Regions from separate parts of the Mus musculus genome. Here all the other regions are linked to region 4. The links are chromatin contacts, called in public HiChIP or PLAC-seq and promoter capture Hi-C maps. All regions are on one chromosome and are shown on one strand. The core of a region is the stretch at or near the end of the contact, and the rest is flanking DNA. Distances in the headings are between cores, read along the strand shown.

Evidence for each region. Promoter capture Hi-C pulls out the DNA fragments that hold promoters and counts their contacts. HiChIP or PLAC-seq counts read pairs in DNA pulled down with a chosen protein or histone mark.
Region 1: a contact with region 4 is called in a promoter capture Hi-C map of liver, with 8 times the contacts expected there. The contact joins the enhancer-like site here to the promoter of Kif26b in region 4. A contact is called at or near these places in 8 of 39 promoter capture datasets (the 3T3-L1 cell line, 3T3-L1-derived adipocytes, frontonasal cranial neural crest and 5 more), 3 of 484 Hi-C or Micro-C datasets (bone marrow-derived macrophages, cortical neurons and embryonic stem cells), 14 of 115 datasets of contacts at active chromatin or transcription factors (SST interneurons, bone marrow-derived macrophages, cardiomyocytes and 10 more) and 2 of 9 other capture datasets (adipose tissue and embryonic stem cells).
Region 2: a contact with region 4 is called in an H3K4me3 HiChIP or PLAC-seq map of embryonic basal ganglia, with 13 times the contacts expected there. The contact joins the enhancer-like site here to the promoter of Kif26b in region 4. A contact is called at or near these places in 15 of 39 promoter capture datasets (3T3-L1-derived adipocytes, the C10 cell line, the HPC-7 cell line and 8 more), 2 of 15 datasets of contacts at CTCF or cohesin (large pre-B cells and pro-B cells), 14 of 484 Hi-C or Micro-C datasets (the BV-2 cell line, the C2C12 cell line, bone marrow-derived macrophages and 7 more), 24 of 115 datasets of contacts at active chromatin or transcription factors (the NIH/3T3 cell line, SST interneurons, craniofacial prominence and 16 more) and 2 of 9 other capture datasets (adipose tissue and embryonic stem cells).
Region 3: an H3K4me3 HiChIP or PLAC-seq map of bone marrow-derived macrophages shows a contact between it and region 4, with 4 times the contacts expected there. The contact joins the enhancer-like site here to the promoter of Kif26b in region 4. A contact is called at or near these places in 3 of 39 promoter capture datasets (the C10 cell line, embryonic stem cells and trophoblast stem cells), 1 of 15 datasets of contacts at CTCF or cohesin (large pre-B cells), 3 of 484 Hi-C or Micro-C datasets (the BV-2 cell line, bone marrow-derived macrophages and cortical neurons), 16 of 115 datasets of contacts at active chromatin or transcription factors (bone marrow-derived macrophages, craniofacial prominence, embryonic basal ganglia and 12 more) and 3 of 9 other capture datasets (adipose tissue, embryonic stem cells and liver).
Region 5: a contact with region 4 is called in an H3K4me3 HiChIP or PLAC-seq map of embryonic basal ganglia, with 7 times the contacts expected there. The contact joins the promoter of Smyd3 here to the promoter of Kif26b in region 4. A contact is called at or near these places in 1 of 39 promoter capture datasets (embryonic stem cells), 1 of 15 datasets of contacts at CTCF or cohesin (embryonic stem cells), 1 of 484 Hi-C or Micro-C datasets (embryonic stem cells) and 14 of 115 datasets of contacts at active chromatin or transcription factors (bone marrow-derived macrophages, craniofacial prominence, embryonic basal ganglia and 10 more).
Region 6: a contact with region 4 is called in an H3K4me3 HiChIP or PLAC-seq map of embryonic forebrain, with 9 times the contacts expected there. The contact joins the enhancer-like site here to the promoter of Kif26b in region 4. A contact is called at or near these places in 6 of 39 promoter capture datasets (the HPC-7 cell line, frontonasal cranial neural crest, liver and 3 more), 2 of 15 datasets of contacts at CTCF or cohesin (large pre-B cells and stem cell-derived epiblast-like cells), 3 of 484 Hi-C or Micro-C datasets (cerebral cortex, cortical neurons and forebrain), 14 of 115 datasets of contacts at active chromatin or transcription factors (cardiomyocytes, craniofacial prominence, embryonic basal ganglia and 8 more) and 3 of 9 other capture datasets (embryonic tail, embryonic trunk and liver).
Region 7: a contact with region 4 is called in an H3K4me3 HiChIP or PLAC-seq map of forebrain, with 7 times the contacts expected there. The contact joins the enhancer-like site here to the promoter of Kif26b in region 4. A contact is called at or near these places in 3 of 39 promoter capture datasets (embryonic stem cells and trophoblast stem cells), 18 of 115 datasets of contacts at active chromatin or transcription factors (the NIH/3T3 cell line, bone marrow-derived macrophages, craniofacial prominence and 10 more) and 3 of 9 other capture datasets (adipose tissue, embryonic stem cells and liver).

Annotation. Positions count from the first base shown.
Region 1 is chr1:179,344,308-179,347,079 of GRCm38.p6, reverse strand. The region is part of intron 5 of Smyd3 (SET and MYND domain containing 3); the gene reads left to right. Among named protein-coding and RNA genes, the nearest start is that of Gm31349, 18 kb to the right of the region's middle. Within about 2 kb of position 1,264, at least 3 of the 459 cell types and tissues checked have an H3K27ac peak or open chromatin away from gene starts, as enhancers often do.
Region 2 is chr1:179,457,513-179,460,212 of GRCm38.p6, reverse strand. The region is part of intron 1 of Smyd3 (SET and MYND domain containing 3); the gene reads left to right. Among named protein-coding and RNA genes, the nearest start is that of Smyd3, 59 kb to the left of the region's middle. Within about 2 kb of position 1,417, at least 26 of the 459 cell types and tissues checked have an H3K27ac peak or open chromatin away from gene starts, as enhancers often do. A contact at or near this core is called in the C2C12 cell line, craniofacial prominence, embryonic basal ganglia and 1 more, where this site is marked.
Region 3 is chr1:179,433,086-179,435,785 of GRCm38.p6, reverse strand. The region is part of intron 1 of Smyd3 (SET and MYND domain containing 3); the gene reads left to right. Among named protein-coding and RNA genes, the nearest start is that of Smyd3, 84 kb to the left of the region's middle. Within about 2 kb of position 1,420, at least 37 of the 459 cell types and tissues checked have an H3K27ac peak or open chromatin away from gene starts, as enhancers often do. A contact at or near this core is called in the BV-2 cell line, bone marrow-derived macrophages and microglia, where this site is marked.
Region 4 is chr1:178,527,791-178,530,490 of GRCm38.p6, reverse strand. It overlaps Kif26b (kinesin family member 26B), which reads right to left and starts at 1,366. Exons shown (of 15, transcript NM_001161665.1): 1 at 866-1,366; 2 at 1-102. The coding sequence starts at 928.
Region 5 is chr1:179,516,693-179,519,392 of GRCm38.p6, reverse strand. Smyd3 (SET and MYND domain containing 3) reads left to right here and starts at 1,352. Exons shown (of 12, transcript NM_027188.4): 1 at 1,352-1,605. The coding sequence starts at 1,442.
Region 6 is chr1:179,385,425-179,388,161 of GRCm38.p6, reverse strand. All of the region lies in intron 5 of Smyd3 (SET and MYND domain containing 3), which reads left to right. Among named protein-coding and RNA genes, the nearest start is that of Gm31349, 59 kb to the right of the region's middle. Within about 2 kb of position 1,366, at least 18 of the 459 cell types and tissues checked have an H3K27ac peak or open chromatin away from gene starts, as enhancers often do. A contact at or near this core is called in trophoblast stem cells, where this site is marked.
Region 7 is chr1:179,260,424-179,263,123 of GRCm38.p6, reverse strand. All of the region lies in intron 5 of Smyd3 (SET and MYND domain containing 3), which reads left to right. Among named protein-coding and RNA genes, the nearest start is that of Gm31349, 66 kb to the left of the region's middle. Within about 2 kb of position 1,288, at least 41 of the 459 cell types and tissues checked have an H3K27ac peak or open chromatin away from gene starts, as enhancers often do. A contact at or near this core is called in embryonic stem cells and forebrain, where this site is marked.

The DNA.
Region 1 (2,772 bases), core at 15-2,514, 820 kb before region 4:
GATGACAAAACCAAACAAAGCACCATAATCAAGTAAAAGCCCCAGACTCACCAGTGGTTCCTCCGGGCTTTACTGCAAAGTCACCTGACACAGCTGAAGGCTGGAGCAGCCGCTTGCACTCAGAATCTACCCCTGGATGTAGTCTTCAGGCCTAATTGTTCACAAACACAATTTGGTTTATTAGTGGATTTAGGAGTACAGTATGAGGTTTTTGTAATCTAATGTTCATATGCAATCTAAAGATACGGTATTATTTTTTGTGGGGAAAAAAACCCAGATGAAAGACATAAATTGAGATGTGTTTGCTTTCATATGAGGTATCATGATAACATTTGAAAGTGTAAATGTTGGAATCGGGAACTCACACCTGAATTTTCTCTAAAATGTGTGATGAGGCATGGCACATTTTTTTGTGCTTTGTTTGTGTATCTTTAAAAGGAAGATTTTTAAATCCAGCAGCTTCATGAAACTAATATACATATTAAATAAAATTATAGGTGTGCTATTAATCTACCTGACAGGGTACCCAACAGGTGATATTCTTCTTGCATTTGATATAATTTATTTATGAATATTGAGCTTCAAGGTTCACTGGCTATAATGTGTGTTTGTCTGTGTGTCTGTGTCTATGCATGCCTATGTGTGCCCGTGTGTGAATCTGCATGTCTGTGTGTGCCTGTGTGTGTCTGCATGTGCCTGTGTGTGAATCTGCATGCATGTGCATGTGCCCATGTGTGTGTATGGGTGTGTGTGTATAATGCAAAGTATAAATGTCAACTCATCATAAGTTATATGCTAGATCTTCAATTAATCTAATGACCCTAATTTGTGTGGGAGTTTTTCCTACTATAACAAGAGCCCAAACTACTCAAATAGGCATGATGAGGCTGCCCTGAGGAAGAATATATACTCCTGTCCCACATAAAAGCTCATTTGCATAGCTAGAGCCATATCCAGTTCAGTGCTGTCTCAGTCTCATGCCACGGTTTATATTATCTGGGTTCAGTACAATATTTAAAATGCTCCATGTTCTTGGGCTTCTGTAAGCTTTTACATGTGTGTATGCCGTTTGGAATATCTTTTTGATGTCAGACTTTTACATTTTTTTTTACATAGAAAAGAATGTTTGTCATTATTGTAGGCTAAGTAGTTAGGAACTAACCAAGTACCTTTTGGAGGTGAACTGTTCATCACAGAGACAAGGGGATCTGTTTCTTTTTGTTGACTTAATGGTGCCCTTTCAATCCGGAGCTCCCTAGTGGCAGTCTTGGTTTGAGTCTTTCCTGACATGTTCATTTGGAGCCTGCTACTCTGATATTTGTACTGTTCTGTGTGCCAACATCAAGGGGATACTTTTATCAAAATAAAATAACAGCCCCTATTTACCCACTCTGGCCCCTCCTGTGCTTATGCCCTGGTGAGTGTCATATCCTGATCTGTTGCCTTTTTACAATACATACTCTTTTAGTTATTGGGAAAATAAATCCTTTGTTTTCTAATCACGTTCCTCTCCTGAGTCAGGACAGCTCATCAATATTAATGCTCTGAGTAGAATGAGAATTCTAAACCACTGTGTAATTCATCCTGGGCACAGGTGGTGACACATTCTTAAGAAGGTGAAGGTCCTAAGTCCCTTAGGTTATTATGTGAAGACCCTCCTCTAATTATGTAGCCATTTGGTATCTGCATAGCTAAAAAGATTGCTCTTCAATTTAGTCTGGTCCCTTATATTTGATGCATTGGCAAGTTATCTTGTCATTGGTGAAGGACCTTCATCTCTTTTCTCATTTGGGTAATAAATTGCTAAAACAGTAGCTTGCCTGTCACCCCTGTTCTTCAGCTCTGCTCTCTGCTAACATTTCCAGCTTTATAATCTCTGGGGTTGCTTGCTCTTTTTCACATGCCCAGTCCATGGTTGGATAAATGTGACCTGCGTCTGCCCCATGACCTCCATGGCCACGAACTTCCTTGGGAGCAAATCTGTCCTAAATTATGAATCTTATAACTAGGCATACTGGCATAATCTGAAAAATAGCTGGTAGTGTGTGTGTGTTTCTATGTCTCCCTCTTTCCTACCCTTTCTCCTTCCTTCCCTTGTGGAATGATTCCAGTAGTGGGCTCATTAAACAGGCATGTTTAACTTTCCATGTGTAGATCTGTTACTGGCTCATCTACAAAAATTCATGACCTATATATAAAGCAGTGTAGGAAAGCCACTGCTGCTGGTCCAGGAGAATATATCCTAGCTTACATGAAAGGTCTTACTGAAACTTTGAGGAGGCTTCAATTAATAATAAAAAAAAATGTTGAGCATATCTGTCCCACTCTGTGGTATGGCTGCAGTCAACCTAGGACCGAGTGTCCACGAGTTTTGATTGAAATGCTTTTCCTTAGTATTGAGATACATACATACTTCAGACTTAGCAAAAGTCACTGTGCCATGATCTGTCTTACATTGAATTCAGAACATCAGAGGGAAGCTATGCTCCTGGGATGGTAATTGTTCACCTTGGTACCACGACCTTTAACCTCAAAATACCTCACCGGTTCCTTCACGCTCTATACACAGGAACCATGACCACTTTCTTATTGGGATGTGCCAATTAAGAGGCTTTGTTTTGGAAGTTTTAGAAACCTATTCTGGCTAGCTTCAAATCAACAGAAATTAGTATGCTAGACTGAGAACATTTATAGGACTAGAGGAATCTCCTTAGCCGAAATCTGTGGGCCAGCTACATTTTCCAGAATGCTGTGTGCACGTGACAAGTTTCC
Region 2 (2,700 bases), core at 168-2,667, 930 kb before region 4:
TTATACACACACACACACACACACACACACACACACACACGCCTGTACACACCCATGTTCATGTGACACCTTACTGCACTGGGCTCTCTCTTCCCACCATCTGGTGGTCCCAGGAATTGAACTCAGATCGTTAGCCTTGGAGGCAAGTGCCTCTCCCTGCTGAGCCATGTTGCTTTCTTGTTTTAAGTTTTGGGGCTGCTAGGGATTAAACCCAGAGCCTTGCCTTGTTGGGCCTTGCAGCAATTCACTGATCCACCACTGGGTCTGCTGGGCTGGTTTCAGGCTCAAGTGATTTTCTTGCCTCAGTCTCTAAGTGTCTGGGACTCCAGGAGTGTCCCACCCCCACCAGCCCAGCTTGCTCTTTCACCCTGTTAATGTGCACTTCGATTCAGAAACATTTACATTTGATAAAATCGGTTTTATCTTTAAATATATATATTACTTATAGTTTTGGTATTTCATTTAAGGAAAAGTATTTCCAGGAGTGGTGACGCTTGCCTGTAATCCAGGCATCAGGAGGCACACAGAGGGTCAAGTTCTCGGCCAGCCCTGGCTATGGAGTGAGTCCTTTTCTCAAAAACAAACTAACAGACAAACAAAAAATTTAAAAAAAATCCCAAACATCCAAAATTGCTATTTACCCAAGGTTGTGAAGATTTGTAGTGATTTCCCTTCTAAGAGTTGTCTGTTTAACTTTGCATTTAGGTCTTGGATGTGTTATTTTGAGTGAACTTTCACATGTGGGCCGATGTGGGGGTTCAAATGGATTCTTTGACATGTGGATACAGCGACTGAATCCATCTTTATTGAAGTATTCACTTCTGTATGAGGAAGGAGAGTGTGAGTTTTCATGGAATTTACTCATTCATTCCGCAATAATAGATCTGGTGACACTGTCTGTCTGTCTATCTGCATCACAGCACACGTGGGGAGGTCAGAGGACAGTTTGCAGGCGTTGGCTGCTGCTCCTACCACGTGGGTTTCTAGGGATTGAACTTGGGCTCAGCGGCCTCGTGTTTACCCGTCTTGCCGGATGGTTTTTTTCTTACACAACTTTATTAAAGCCTCATTTACATACCACAGCAATCATGTAATTAGCTGTGTGACTCAGTAATTGTGAGAAGGGAGAGACGCCAGCAGCGCATTAAGGAAAGGAAAAAGACTTGAGTTCCAGAATGCACTGAGGGTCACCAGTGGCCATAATTGTTGGTGTGCATTTGTTTAAAGAGACAAAAACATTTAATCTGTTCCAAAAGAGCTGCCACCTCATTTGCTTCATGGGGATTTCTCAGTTGTTTCCAAGATTCAGCTGTAGGTAAGGACTTGGTTTCTGGGCTTTCGCGTGAGGGAGGCCAGGATGCTGAGGGTGTCAGCTGGGAGGCTGGGCCGAGTTAACCGCCCCTCTCAGAGTCTTCCTCCAGCTGTCTCTCATCAGTCACTCGAAAGCTTGTGCACATAAAGTCTTGATGGTTGGAAACTCATTTACTATGTGGGGTTTCATAATAGAAATCTGACCCTGCGACACACCCACAGAAGAAAGGTAGAACTCAAAGACAGTACTCTACTAACTAGATTTTATTTTTCTTTTGTTGACATCATTGATATTTTGGCAAAAAGGAGTTGGAGCTCTTATAGAAGAATTCCCTCTGAACACTTGCCAGTTCCCTGACATTTCTAGTTAGAAAGGTTTTCTGTTTCCAAACTTAAGACACACCTCCTCTCTTGCACAGCAGATGGGAAAGATCAATGGCCGCTATAGAGAATTACAGGGTCTTTTTTTTTTTCTTGCTATTTGATCTTTGATCTTAAGACAACTTTTAACCCTGTAGTAATCTCCCAAGAGATTCAAGAAAATATTTTGTGAAGCAAAATTCTGGGGACCACGAGCTGGAGGCCCAGGAGCAAGCTGCCAGGCAGGAAGCTGATGCTCTTAAGAAATCATTCTCTGCTGTTGCGTGGTTTTTATTAGGCTGAGTTCTTAGTATAGTTTATGTTTAAATGCATTATTGCAATTTGGTTTTGAATTTATCGTTAGAGGAATAATGAGTCCTTTCCTGATGATTTATCAACAGCCAGAAAAATAAATCACAAATAATAACAACCCAAATTCTCTCATTAGGTTTGAAGATTCAAAATTACGTTAGGATATTTTAATTTGGAACGCTCCCTTTTAAGTTGACTTCCTAATGAGGCTCGCCTTTTAAGAAACAAATTCAGGCACTAGTAGAGACCGGATTCTGATACAGAAAGAGCGTAACCCACGACCTTAACACATGGCAACAAAAATCTGCACAACTTAGTGTGCCTTGCTGTTTTTGAGCTCAAGAGAGTGGAGATTTCAGGGCAGCCAGGGAGCCAGAGGCCTAAGAGGAGACAGGTCTGCAAGGACGGATGAGAGAAACCTGCTTACCCAGGTTTGCTTACCACAGGGAGACAGTGCTCAGAATTCTGACGGTAATGGAATTTGGAAAAAGCTGCTGTTTGTGGGCTTTCAGGAGGGTGTGGAGTCCCCAGAGGCTGTAGAGGGTAGTTAACACCCAAGCATAAACCTTTTCTCCAAGAACTCCCAGATGACCCCCAAACAGGTCATTCCTCTGGCGGTGCATGGGGAAGGGAAACTGGCGGCTGCAGATGTGACAAGGAACTTAACCAAGACTCCTCTTTTGTATCTTCTTGTTCTCTACTGAAAGGAGGTAGATG
Region 3 (2,700 bases), core at 171-2,670, 910 kb before region 4:
CTAACATCCTTGAGTGGCACTAAAGTGGATAAACGCAGTGACTCAGAGGGATGCTGGGGCAACCAGGAGCTCAACCTATGACAGTGTTGTCAGGGCCTTGCCTTTCTGCAGAGTCATCTTCAGTGTCAACAGAAAGACCACCGTCTCCAAAAAGAGGTTGCATCTGAGTAAGGATGATCAGAAAAAGTAGAGTCAGGAAATCTGTCTCTACCAGGTTCTGGGGATCGGGGGATAGGTATGTAGTAGGTGATGCCTTCTTTTTGGAAGTGAAGGAGGATGATTGCTGACACCTTCCCGGCGTTGTAGGTAGTAGGTGATGGCAAGCTAACGATGATTCCCAAGGTGGTTGATTACCCAGAGGCCTTTGGTATGAGCAACAAAAGTAATCTACATATCCAACCCAAACCTTGGCCTGGCTCCTTTTTACTTAGAGATCCTTAAGAACCTAGAGCTTTCTCACACGTGGAATAAAACAGTATGCTCGTCAGTTCAAAATGCGATACAGCAGAAGGAGCCAGAGTTAAAAGCAAACAGAGTTTTCACACATCTCCATTCCTTATTCTATTTGGGTCTTCCATAGTGAAGGAACCCGTTCATGAGTATGGAATCAGTTGTTTATATAGTCATACACACTCTGCAGCTTCCGGAAACGCCATCCCTTGATTTGGGTTTGTTTTGGGCCTTGTTTTATATAGTTACTGCCGCGGAGAAATATTAATAGCTTCACTTCAGATAAACACAAGTGGTTTTGAGGACTACAAGTGTTTGTGGTGTTTAGGTAATGTAAGTTGATTTGGCAACCAAATGTTTTGTGTTGCTGGGAAGATACGGAAGTGTAGAATTACTGCTTAGTGTTCCATATGTCCTCTTCCTCTTCCTCTTTTTCATTTCCCGTTTTTCAAGACAGGGTTTCTCTCTGTAACCCAGGCTGTCCTGGAACTAGCTCTCTCTAGACCAGGCTGGGCTTGAACTCAGAGATCTGCCTGTGTCTGCCTCCCAAGCGCTGGGATTAAAGGCGTGCGCTGCCACCATCTGGCTCTCTATGACTTCTAAATTTCCACCTGCTCCCCTGCTTACTCTTCTCTGAGGGTGTCCTTTTACTCTGAGTGGGATCCAGAAGTGTTAGCTTGAATGGGAAAGCACTTGATGTTTCTGGGCCGGGTTGACAGATAGAAGTGTCTTTTGAGTTACAGTGTGGATGGCCTGTCTGTGATGACAGCAGAGGCTTTCTTTGTCTTGTTACTATTTAAGTTGGTGAAGGTTATTTTCATCACCAGTAAAAACTGACTTGCTCAAGGGTTTCTCAACCTGTGGGTCTTGACTCCCTTGGGAGTCACACATCTAATATCCTGCATGTCAGCTATATGACTATACTATAGCAAAATGAGTTATGAAGTAACAATGGAGTCCATTTATGGTTGGCATCACCACAACATGAGGAACTGTATTAAAGGGTTGTATCATTAGGAAGGTTGAAAACCACTGGCTTACAACTAAGCCAGAAAGGAAGGGGATGGAGGAGGGAGGGCAGGAAGAGGACAGGGCAGGGGAGAGGAATTGACTACGTCCTAGAGAGGGGACAGATTTTGCTGTAAGACATTATTTGCCAATGTTGGTGCTTTCACGAAATAGGGGTGTGTGCAGGTTTGAAAGAGCAAGGGGAGAGATGCGTGTGGGGACAGGGGTAACTGGAGGTTGTCTTCCGAGAGCTAGGCAGTGTGTGCTGTCTTTCTGGACCTGAACAGATGACGTCATGCTTGTGGGGACATGGTTATCCATGGAGGTTATGTGCCAAGAGCTGGGCCGTGTGTGCTGGCCTTCTGGGCTGACCTGAACAGATGACGTCATGTAACCTTTCACTTTAATCATTACTTTTTCCCTTTGAGGACCCAGCAATTTGTTTGATGGTCTTGTTTTATTTAGCTGATAGTAGGGGGTTTGGGCTTTGCCTCTGTGATAGCCATTTTCATACTGAGTGGTGAGGGTGCATTTCAGGGCTGCAAGGATGGCGTCCTTTCTCTTTATAATGCTGTATGTTCTCGTTTGATTTTCATGGGGCCGAACTCTCTGAATCCTTTATCTATTCGCTGACTGTTTTTAGGTCACCTACGAGTTGCTTGGCTAGATATCAGGTACTGAGAAGATTAAAAAAGAAGACACTGCAGGGCCACGCTTTGCCAGAGAGTGAGATCAGGAACACGAGCCACATAGTCAGAGAGCAGTTCACTGCGACTTACTTTTTACTTGCAGTTTATACTGTAAGTTTAAATATTCTGGGACGCCAGACTTCATGGCAGCTGTCTTTTGGGAGAGACAGATGCACTTTGAAAAATTCACTGTAAAATACATTTTAAAAGCATCTTCTGTGTTTACTTGTCATTTTGATTTCAAAATTGCTCCATTGAGGGAAAAAATGTGGCTGTAAAAACCAGTTTAAAGTTTGCAGAAGGAACAAGTTATTAAGAAAATAGCAAAGTAAATAAAGTAAATAAATAAAGGCTCCAGCAGGGAGCTGTGTTTGCCTCGCTAGTCTGACCAGAGTTCGAGCCCCAGGATCTTCTGTAGCTCACTAAAAGCTCCACAGCGATCTGACTGGGCCAGCCAAGGAGAGTCACAACAATTGGAAGGATGCGACATTCAAAAGAAGATCTTGAAGAAACAATTAAAATTTGTCATTTAAAATATCATGTGGTTTTTGAG
Region 4 (2,700 bases), core at 117-2,616:
GGTGGGCCGGCTGCCGGCGCGCGACTCCTCGTAAGCCTTGCGGTACCAGCTCTCAGGAGAGCAGGGCGCTGAGGGCTTGGTGGGCGAGCACATTTCGTTCACCTGCCGGAGAGACGCGCGGCGTCAGGCCCTGTAGAGCCATCAGTCCCCCGTGCGGCGGAGGGCTGGTGGGGGGGGGGGGTCGCCGTCCTGCCCGCACTGATGCAAACCTGCCCTCCATCTATCTCCATCCTTCAAGTGACCAATCCTTAAGGAAGTCCTGTCCCACCCACCCTCGCCAGAGTGACCCGCACGCAGGTCCCCCTCCATTCCTCCTGGGGTCAGCACAAGAGCTTGCGGGGTGTGGATATCCTGCAGCTTCTGCGAGAACACCCAGAAATCCAGCGCCCTACTCTTTCAAACCCGGTACCCACCCCAGCAAGGGCCTAGGTACACAGTCCTAGAACACCCTATCGCAGGGTGGGTGACTGTGACTTCTGGATGTTTACTCATTCGGGGAACAGCCCCCACCCCAGGTCCTGCAGGTAAAGCAAACGGGCTCCCCGCTCCAGGGCAGCGATCCGAGGGAAGAGCAGAGGAATTCCTGGGAAATGCTCCCCCTCGGCTTAACTCTGTCTGCAAGTCCCGAAATACTGCAAAAGTTAAGGGTGTGAGGAAAGGGAGGAACCAAGGGCTGAAGACATTCCCGTAGCCAGGCGAGCTGCAGACCCGCCTCCATGCACGCACGACCCCGCCGGCCGTGGGGACGCCGGTGCACCCGAGAGCTGGGGACCCTGCATCCGCCGCCGGCTCCCGGGAAGCAGAGGACACCCACTCAGATGAGTCCCTGGAAACGCATCTCCTCGTGGACACCGCCACAACTTACCCCGTATTTCTTGCCCCTGGTGGAGACCGCAAGCCTCTCTTTATTTCCGGCTACCGAATTCATGGTGGCTCTTCCAGAGGAAAGGGTCTAAATGTTCCCACAAGGCTACATCCAAAAGGTCTGCCAACCCAGACGCGTCCCCCCTCGTGGTAGGGGTTGGTCCTCAAGTCAAGATTTCTTAATGGGGGGTTGGGAAGAATGAAAGCAAATGGACCCCAGAAGTAATAGCACCAATTTGCAGGAAAGGTTGGAACGGCTGGTGGTTCTCAAATAATGGGTCTTCTCATCTCTCTGCCTCCTCCAGCCACGCGTCCTCTCTTCGCGGTCACATCCAGATCGCTAGCATTTTCCTCCACCCGGCCAGCGCGCGTTCTCCTCTAGCGGGGCCGAAACGGAGGAGGACGGCGGCGAGGACGCAGGGAGGCTGCAGGGAAGGTGGGCGAGCCCTCGCCGAGCCGAGCCGGCGGTGGGAACTTGCCTCCTTCCCCGAGCTCGCTAACTGAGTTCAAAGAAATTCTCCCAAAATATAAGGATCCAGACTCGGGGAGGAGCCACGGCGTGTCGCCGAGCCAATATGCGCCGTCCCGTTTTCTCCTGACAGTTGCGCGCAGGGCAAGGAGAGGGCGGCTGTACGCGGCCGGAGAGCAGCCCGCGGTCAGGACGCGTGTGTCCGTCCGGGAGCAGCGCGGAGCCTAGGGAACCTCAGCCCCGCCGCCTCGGAGCCCGCCGGGCCGCCGCCGCCGCCTCGCCTGCCGCGATCCATTTACGGCGCGGCGCTTGGGCCTGGCATCGCCAGGCGCAGCCGGGGCGGGGGTGGGGTCGTAAATCTGGCTCCGGGCGGGGAAGTTGCTGGCGAGGGGCCCACAGCCCCGGGCTCCGGTGCTATCCAGCGCGCGAGCCTGTAGCTCGGAGTCGGCCGAGCTGCGCTGAAACGCAGCACCCAGGCCTCCCCGCCCCCCTCCCCGAGAGCTGGTCTCTTCCTGGCAAGGCGTGCAGGTCTGCCTTTGAAAAGCCGTGCAAACGGATTGAGTCACAAACAAGTCCGCAAACAGGCCGGGACCAACCCCCCCGCCCTTTGTTCTCCCAGACCTGCCTGGCAAACCTTGTCTTGATTCGCCCTCCTAGCCCCAGCGGGCCAGGGGACCCTCCTCCCCTGGACCCCGATTTGAGCACCGGGAGCCTTGAGCCCCCCTTCCCGCGCCCGCCCACGGGCCCAAGCCCCTGTTAATGAAGGGAAAACCTCCCGAGACCTGCACAGGTGAGCCCGAGACCCAGCCTGTAGCTGCCAGGCTGGGGAAACTGAGGGATTGGTCGCGCCGAACGCGCGCGGAAGGACTGCGCGGGCCTGGAGAGGGGGTGTGGCGCGAGCTGATCGACCTCGGGGACTGGGATCGTCCCCTTGCCCCTTTGCACGGTTGCCTGCCAGCACCCGGACCTGTGGGATCTCCAGAGCACCCAGCTGTCGCCCGCTGTCTGATTCCCGTCCCCCGCCCGGCGCAGCGCCCAGGAGCGCAGGAAGCCGGCGTACGCCGGGCTCCACACGTGGCTGCTCCGGGGTGTCATTTTTCATTTCCCGGGAGGACATTTCTTCTGGTGAGCCGGCAGGTCTATTTTGTTGTGACCTTTAATTAACACCCCACGAGACGCCTCCTGCGGGACCAGCCGGGCGCGGAGATCACGTGTGGTGTAATGGCATCTGGGTACCCCGGAAAGACCTGGCCTGGGGCTAGGCGGGGGCAGGAGGACATTTCGGGCTTCCCTAGTCGCTGTCTTCCTTCAACATATGCAAGAGAAAGGAGGGGGCAGAATACAACAATTGGGGTGCTAGAACCCGG
Region 5 (2,700 bases), core at 103-2,602, 990 kb before region 4:
GCCAGCCTGCTTTACACAGAGATTTTTCAGGTCAGCCAGGGCGAAATTGTGAGGCATGGTCACAAACCAACAAAATATTTGGATTGAAGTAAGAAATCACTCATAGAAAAAGATGTTTTAAGCAGGATTTCTCTGTTACTGAGGCTAGTCTTCCACTTGTGTGTTTGCTGGGGTTCCCAGAAGGCACACAGACGTGTATACAGGAAAGGCAGAGGCAGGATGTCTATGAGTTCAAGGCCAGCCTGATCTACACAGAGAGTTCCAGGACAGCCAGAGATACACAATAGACGCTGTCTTTAAAAAGCTTTGTGTGGTCTGATATAGGTCTCATATAGCTGAGTCTGAGCATCAGAACTGGTTGATCATGCTGACCCTCCTAGGCAGTCTTGTGCCTACTCCTTTGCTTGTTCATTGTATACCCATAATCCTTTGCTTGTATATCCATAATCCAAGAACTCAGGAGGAAGAGAATAAAGGGTTTCTGAGTTCAAGACCTGACTGCAACATTATTTCAAAGGGTTCAACAAACATAACTCTAAAACGGTTTATAAAAAAATATAGGCATATAGATAGATATACAGAAGGTGTGATCCAAAACTGCAGATGCTGGGCTGGAGAGATGGCTCAGTGGTTAAGAGCACTGACTGCTCTTCTGAAGGTCCTGAGTTCAAATCCCAGAAACCACATGATTGCTCACCACAGATCTGTAATGAGATCTGATGCCCTTTCTGGTGAGTCTGAAGACAGCTATAGTGCACTTACATATAACAGTAAATAAATCTTAAAAAAAAACCCTGCAGATGTTAAGAATTTTTCGATCTAGATGCTGAATATACAGATAACCACTGCCCTTTTTTTTTTTTTTTTTTTTTTTTTGATACAGGGCTTCTCTGTTGTATAGCCTTGGCTGTCCTGAAACTCACTCTATAAACCACGCTGGCTTTAAACTCAGAGGTCTTCCTGCCTCTGCCTCCCCAGTGCAGAGGTTAAAGGTGTGTGCCACCACTCATGGGCTCTTACCATTTTTTTTTTCACTATGCATTAAAATTTGCATAATAAGCTGGGCGTGGTGGAGCACACCTTGAATTCCAGAACTGAGGAGGCTGAGGCGGGCAGAATCCTGTGAGTTCGAGGTCTAAATAGAGAGGTTCCTTGGTCTATCAAGAGAGCTCCAGATCAGTCTTTGCTACACATAGTGAGACTCCGTCTCAAAAAGAAAAAGAAAAAGAAAAAGAAAAAAAAAAGCGCGGAATAAAATACAGGAGGAAATACACCACCCCATCCCGAGCTGTAGTAGGTCCTCCTGCGCATGCTCACAGGACCTGCGCGCTCGTCTCCGCCCCCTGGTGTACGCAAGCGCAGGACGCAGGCGCGCAGTCAGAAAACACGAGACTCAAGCTGAGGGACGCAGTTCGGATCTGAGGTGTGGATCTGAGGAAGGATGGAGGCACTGAAGGTGGAAAAGTTCACGACTGCCAACCGGGGAAACGGGCTGCGTGCTGTGGCTCCACTGCGCCCCGGGGAGCTGCTCTTCCGCTCCGACCCCTTGGCTTACACTGTGTGCAAGGGGAGTCGTGGCGTAGTCTGTGATCGCTGCCTACTGGGGTACGTACGGAACCTGAGCCCGGGGCGCGTGGCTCTGCGGGTGGGGGTGGGCCTCGAGGGCACAGCTCTGTGGGGTGTCTGCAGCACCCTAGGCTGCGGTGGGAATTGGGGGAGGCAGTGGTGCAGATGAAGGGGAAGCGTCGGGCAGATAATTTTGCTGGGGAACAAAAATATTCAAAGCCTGTGCAACGAGCTTCATTGGTTGTGGAAATCAGAAGTGGCAGGGGGGTGTGAGTCTGGGAAGGAGTAGGGGTGTGTACGTCAGGATCAGAACTGAGGCCCCACCTGACCTGTCTTGCGGGAGGAGCGAGAAGCCTGGTGTTTATGTTGTACTTTGCTGGTCTGGATTTTACGTGGCTTGGGTTTAGGAAGATGAATGAGACATCCCTAAGGACTGGAGCAAATGAGAATTAACCGTGTAACAAAAGAGCAAAATAAGAGATGCAAACAGTCTACTCTAGGAGCGTAGGACTCGCGGTGTGCTTTGCCCTCTAGAGATTGTGCGGACAAATGTAACTCACCACCTCTGTGTAGATGCAACAGTTTATGTGACAGTGTTTCGAAGTCTGGAAGCACGGTGTCAGCGGAGGGTGCTTTACTGTTTATAGAGTTGTGTAACATATACACTTCCGTCCGCACACATCGGGTTCCCACCATGCACTGGGATAAGGACTCTGAGGTAGGTAGGTTCCAGACCCATCCCTCTGTGTTTGGGGTGGGTAGAGGTGGGGAGTCTAGCTTTACTATACATTCCAGGATACTCCCCTCGCTCCCCTCTCCTCCCTCCTCAGTCCCCGCCCCCTCAGACAGGGTTTCTCTGTAGCTGCTCTGTAGACTAGGCTGGCCTTCTCTGCGTCCCAAAGTCTTGCTGTTACCAACGCCCGGCTTCCACAATATTCTTGTTTAGTTTATAACTGAAGACTTCGCTTTGCATTTTAAAGTTAGCAAATAATAATGTTATCTGTTATCTTCTCAAGTGGTGATCGAAATGACATGCACACACCTGCACGCGATTTGTTGCTGAAAGAGCAGCGGGAAGTTTGTGGGGTTAAAGCAATTCACTCCCTTCACAACTCGGCCTCGAATGCCACGAAC
Region 6 (2,737 bases), core at 117-2,616, 860 kb before region 4:
GGCATTTAGTGTTAGCAATGAATTATTCTCACAGGCTTTGTAGTTCACAGAGCAGGCTAAAATTCTAGCAAAATAATGCATAGTAGCATATTTTAACACAGAAGGATAAGATATATGCAGACAGGATAAAATATATGCAGACAGGAATGTAAGAGCAGGCATTTGGGTTTATATTACACTCCCCCAGTCAAACAAGAGCACAGCAAACTGTCCAGTATGGTCCAAAAGGCAAGGGCATAAACAAAGTTGCATCGAATCTCTCAGTGACAGCTGGCTGCCCGAGATGAGCGGAGCTGTGAATATTATGACTCTTGTGTCATGTCCGTGCCGGGCAGTAAGGTTCAGGATTCTATCTCCCTTCTTACACTCAGTGTCTACTGTGGCCAATCTGAAATCCTATGGAAGAAGTAACGGGGCCCCCGAATGACATTTAGATAAAAGCAACCGGACTATGGAAGAGAGGGTTCCAGCAGACATGTTTCCCAGGACATGAGCAGGGTTTTGAAAAAGAAGATGTCATTTGCTGAGACGTGGCCTTTCAAGACTTTTTTGAGATGGTCCCAGTGCACTCTTTTATGATTTACAATTTGGCACCAGAGGTCTCATCCAATTTTCAAAGTGTAAGAACAAATGGATCCTAAATATATGGTAATAACCATTAAGGAAAGGACTGGACTCTGCCCAGGGTGTGGGGGATCAGAGTGAGCAACACCTGCTTTTGAGACACCAGACACCGAATCTGGAAACACAGGCTTTTGCAACAGGGGATACGAACTCACTAGAAGAAATCTTTCTGCACAATGAGATTCCTAATGGGTCTCGTTGAGCTCATGATTTCCCTAATCCACACAATCTGATCCATTGTTTATAGAAAGTAAATATTCGTAAGTGAGATTTTTTTTTTCAGGGAAAATGAGCTATGCATGACTGCATTTAATTTTATGTTTATTATTTTGCTACAAAGAACATTAAAAGTGATTATAATAACGGTCCAGCTCAAAGGAGTGAGCTCTGCTCTGTATTGTGCTCTCAGTTCTGTTTTCCTTTTAGTTGACTCACGCTATGGCTATAGATTCATGGACTATAATGTGAGTTTCCAGTATATGCATATAGAAGGAAATAATCAAATCAATCCGTTGATTCTTGAGAATGATCAGAGTCAGGTTGCTTGAAAGGGGACAGCGACAAGGATGGACAAGGAGAAAAAGAGGCTTAGAAATCATGAAGCGAAGCATTGCTGCATGTCTGCAGCTGCTCCTCACGCTGATGGGCTGGAGCTCTCAGCTACTCCCTCAGTGACCCACGAGCCAGCTCAGGTCATCAGCGAGTAAGTGATGGATCAAAGAGGAGGTGCCTGTGCTCAGCTTTCACACGTGTACACTTAACATTCAGCCGTCCCACTTCCCAGGTCTGACGCGACAGGGCAGAGTCCAAAGGCATGAGGGGAAAGGGTAGCCGAGGCGTTCTAGAAATCTCAGAAAGAAGCCAGCCAGCCACCAGCGCTCAGGATTGCTAACTGGGTGAAGTCAGCATCCAATGTATGCTCGGAGGCCCACAGTGGTTCTGGTTCTGACTAGGATGACAAGCTCGGGGCTGTCTTTGTTCTCTCTGAGAACAGTTCACATTTAGCTCCAGGGAGTCAAGCTACCTCAGCTCCTTAAGCCTTGGATTACACATAGGAGCCATCAAGCTGAGCTAGCTTTTACAGCTTACTTAGAACCCCCGCCCCCATCCTATTGAACCACAGATTCATTCTACCACAATCAGCTTGTGAGGTCAGCTGGGAATGCTGAGGTATTTGAGGAAGAGCCACACAGTGTCAAGGTGACTTAGGACTTGGTAGTCTTGTGACCTGTAATGAAAGTATCCAGAAAGAGAAAGAAAGGATTCAGAGTGGTCTGTACCTGCTCTGGGCACGTTTGCTGCCATTACTTCTTTGGAGGTCACCATCTTACAGTACTCCACCTTCAAAGCTGCAGACCACTTATTTAGGAACTTATTCCATTGTAGTTTGGAGGTTTGCTTTACAACCTCTTATGCTGGGTGGCCTGTCATCATGTTCATCTTGATGTTAAGATATTACGGTTTCGACTGTAGAGCCCAATTTATTTAATTTCATGAAAAATTGGGAGAATGTATTCACACATGCTTTCGAATTTCCCTTTTAATTTAAGGAACAGAACTACATAGTTATAGTAAAGTGTGAAGATATATTTGGTTGAATATTTTTGTCTCGACTATCTTGGCTGCAAGCCTTCCATTCTGACTCGCCATCGATATGATAGCTGTAGCCATGTGTTGCGATCCCACAGAGAGTGTTCATCAAATATATGGTGTGACTATCTGGCTCCCAAATCAGATGGAGAGTCTCAAGAGACTGGAAGTAGTAAGAACAGAGCCATTGGGTTGGCTCCTGATTGAGGCCTCCCATGGTCTAGCAGGAGAGGGTTAAATATCATACTCACATGGTAAGAGAGAATGATAGTTGAAACCATAGGACACGTTAACCACAGATACTTTTGCAAGAAAGGAACCTTGAAGTGTGTTTGTTTCGCTTATATTAGACTTTCTAATTAAGGAATCTGTGGAAATTAAAAACTCCAGTTTCAAAATGTGGCTGTGGATGCACACATGTTAATTTCAAATTATAATCTTCAAATGGCCTTATTTCCCTTATCATCTCTCTTTAATATTAATTTTTAACATTTTTATGAGGAAGTGTCCCTTATCTGCATAT
Region 7 (2,700 bases), core at 39-2,538, 730 kb before region 4:
GGTTTCCTTATAGCAGCGAATGCAAAACAACAGGTGACGAGGCTCACTGCACACGGGAGCGAAGGATGGATTCACAGTCTTAGCACGCTGAGTGAAGGGCAGAGTAAGCTTTCGGTGGGATTGTAGGCAGGAGAACTGGCTTAGGGTCTAGCAAAGCTTCATGCCATGGACCTTCCCGTTGGAATGTGGATTCTGCTTGGAGGCTCTTAGATTTACAGCTTGCTGCCTCGCTCTCCACAGGCTTTTTCTCCACAGTGCTCTCCACGGGCCTTTGTCTGATGTAGCAGAAGAAATCCGGAACACTAATTTCTAAAAGTATGATTACATTGGATTAGGACAATGGGCACATTGCTCATCTTAATAATGCTTCCAGCCTTTGAATTCATTAAAATAATAAAAGATTTTCTTTTTCTGCCTCATTATTTTTGATGTAATTCTCCCATAGAGCAGACTTAATCCCTTTGTTAGTGAAAGTAGTTAACATTTCCCTTCTGAGAGGAAAACAAAAAACAAAAAAAAAATCACTTGTGTGACTCCGATTTCTTCCTCTTTGAAATGTCTGAAGGAAAACCAAATAAAACCCAGGATCAGACAGGAGAGCTGTGTGGACTAGTGGAGGATGAGGTATATATAGGCCTAGGTGGCCAAGAGACTCTTAAATACATCCAGCTCTGGAAAGCTGAACCGCAAACCTGTGATTTTTTTTTTTTCTTCTATAGAAAAGGAAGGGTTCAGTTTCGACCCCCAAGGTTCCTTTTAAGGCTCACTTAAAACGTGGCAGATAATAAATACTTTTAAAGCCATAGTGCTCATCCTTCCCAGCTCTTCCTGACCTTGCTTCTTTTCCAGGACCACATCTCAAGGGCAGTGTCTGTCTTGTCCTGTCCTGTCCTGTCCTGTCCTGATGCCACTGTTATACCAGACGAATCTCACCTTACTACAAGTAAAGGGTTCAGCCTAGGAAGTTGCTAGGGGCCATTGCTGGAGTGGTAATTGTGTTTTTCATCTTGGAAGTCACTAAATCACATTTCCCCCCTAGAATACCTCATGTAGCAGATGAAATAGCAGGCCTCTGAGCCTATAAGGGTTCCTCCATTTTCTTCCTTCCATCCTTCTTTGCTTGGTAATCTTTCTCTGTGAATAGGAGCTTGGAATTGCGCGTGCAGAGCACGTCCTGATTCCCGTTGCTTTCAGTACGTAATGAAGGCATATTCTTTATGGGGCCTGTGCCCGGCTTCTCTCCTGTCTCTCACAGGAAGTGAGAGCTGTTCCCCTGGCTGGAGCTCATGACAGGAACCCTCTGAGGCAGAGCCTTTCTCCAGCAAATAAATTACTGCTGCTGCCCGCTGCTGCCTCTGAAGGCGGGCCTTTCCTCAGCCTGGGAAATGAAGAAAGCAGCAACCTGTCCCTTCCCTGGGGGGTTTGCCCAGGCAGAGTTTGTTTACAATGAGAAATGTGCCAGGCAGCACCGGCTTCAACCTGACAGTGGGTTCAGAAGGCAGGAAACTGGGACATTGTGAGCACTGTGGGTGTGTGTTGGAGGCGCTTAGTAACTACCTAGCAGGCTATCCCCTCTGCCTGGCGCCATCAGGACTAGAGGGGATTAACAAGAAAACAGGCTGCTTCTATCCTCAAGATCCACACAGGATGCTGTGCAGTTTGTGTCTGTGATGTCCGACAGCACAATCTGCCTTCAGTGGATGAGCAGCAGCTCGCTCTCTCTCTCTCTCTCTCTCTCTCTCTCTCTCTCTCTCTCTCTCTTTTTTTTTCTCTCACTCTCTTACTCTCTCTGCCCTCCCAGCCTCCCTCCCCCATCAGATGGTTCTGTGCTCATTACAGGTGAGGTGCCTTATGGCCCCACTCCTTGCTGTTTTTCTGAGTCATTGCTTGCTTCCCTCTGGCTGTTTTCCTCCTTCCCTTTTCTCTCTTGCTCAAAGTGGCCTTCCACATCCCCACTGCCATCTCTTCTTGTTCACTCTGCCTGTCAGAGTAGCAGGCCTCTGTGAGGGTAGCCTTCATCAGCATTTGTGCCTTGCCATGTTCCAGGTCCATGGAGTCCATTATGAGAGCCATCTGTGGCCATGGCCCCCCTCCCTGGACACCATGGGGGCTGTTTGATCCTTATTAAAACACTCAACTCATGACGGGAAGGAGTATATTAGAAAGTGAGGGATCTCTTTGTTATGCCTTTGACCTTACAGTTATTTGTTCTTTTGAGAACAGACTATACAGGTGTTCTTCCTTTTAGAGCTGGACTCTTTAAAACTCAAGTGTCTGAGCTTCTAGAGAGCTAGCTGTCTTAGTTACTGTTCTGTTGCTGAGAAGAGACACCATGACCTCAGCAACTCTTATGAAGGAAATCATTTAATGGGGGCCTTGCTTAGAGTTTCAGAAGTTTGGTCAGTTATTATCATGGTAGGGAGCATGTATGGTAGGCATGGAGAAGTAATTGAATCTGTTTATCTATATCCTGATTCATAGGCAGAGGGAGAGGAAGAAAGAGAGTGGGGAGGAGGAAAGAAAGAGAGAAAATGAGAATGAATGAGAATGAGTATTTGGGTCTGGTATGGGTTTTTAAAACTTCAAAGCCCACCCTAGTGACACACATCCTTTAACAAGGCCATACTGCCTGATCCTTCTAATCCTTTCAAAGAGTTCCACTGCCTCATGACTAAGCATTCAAATATATGAACCTATGGG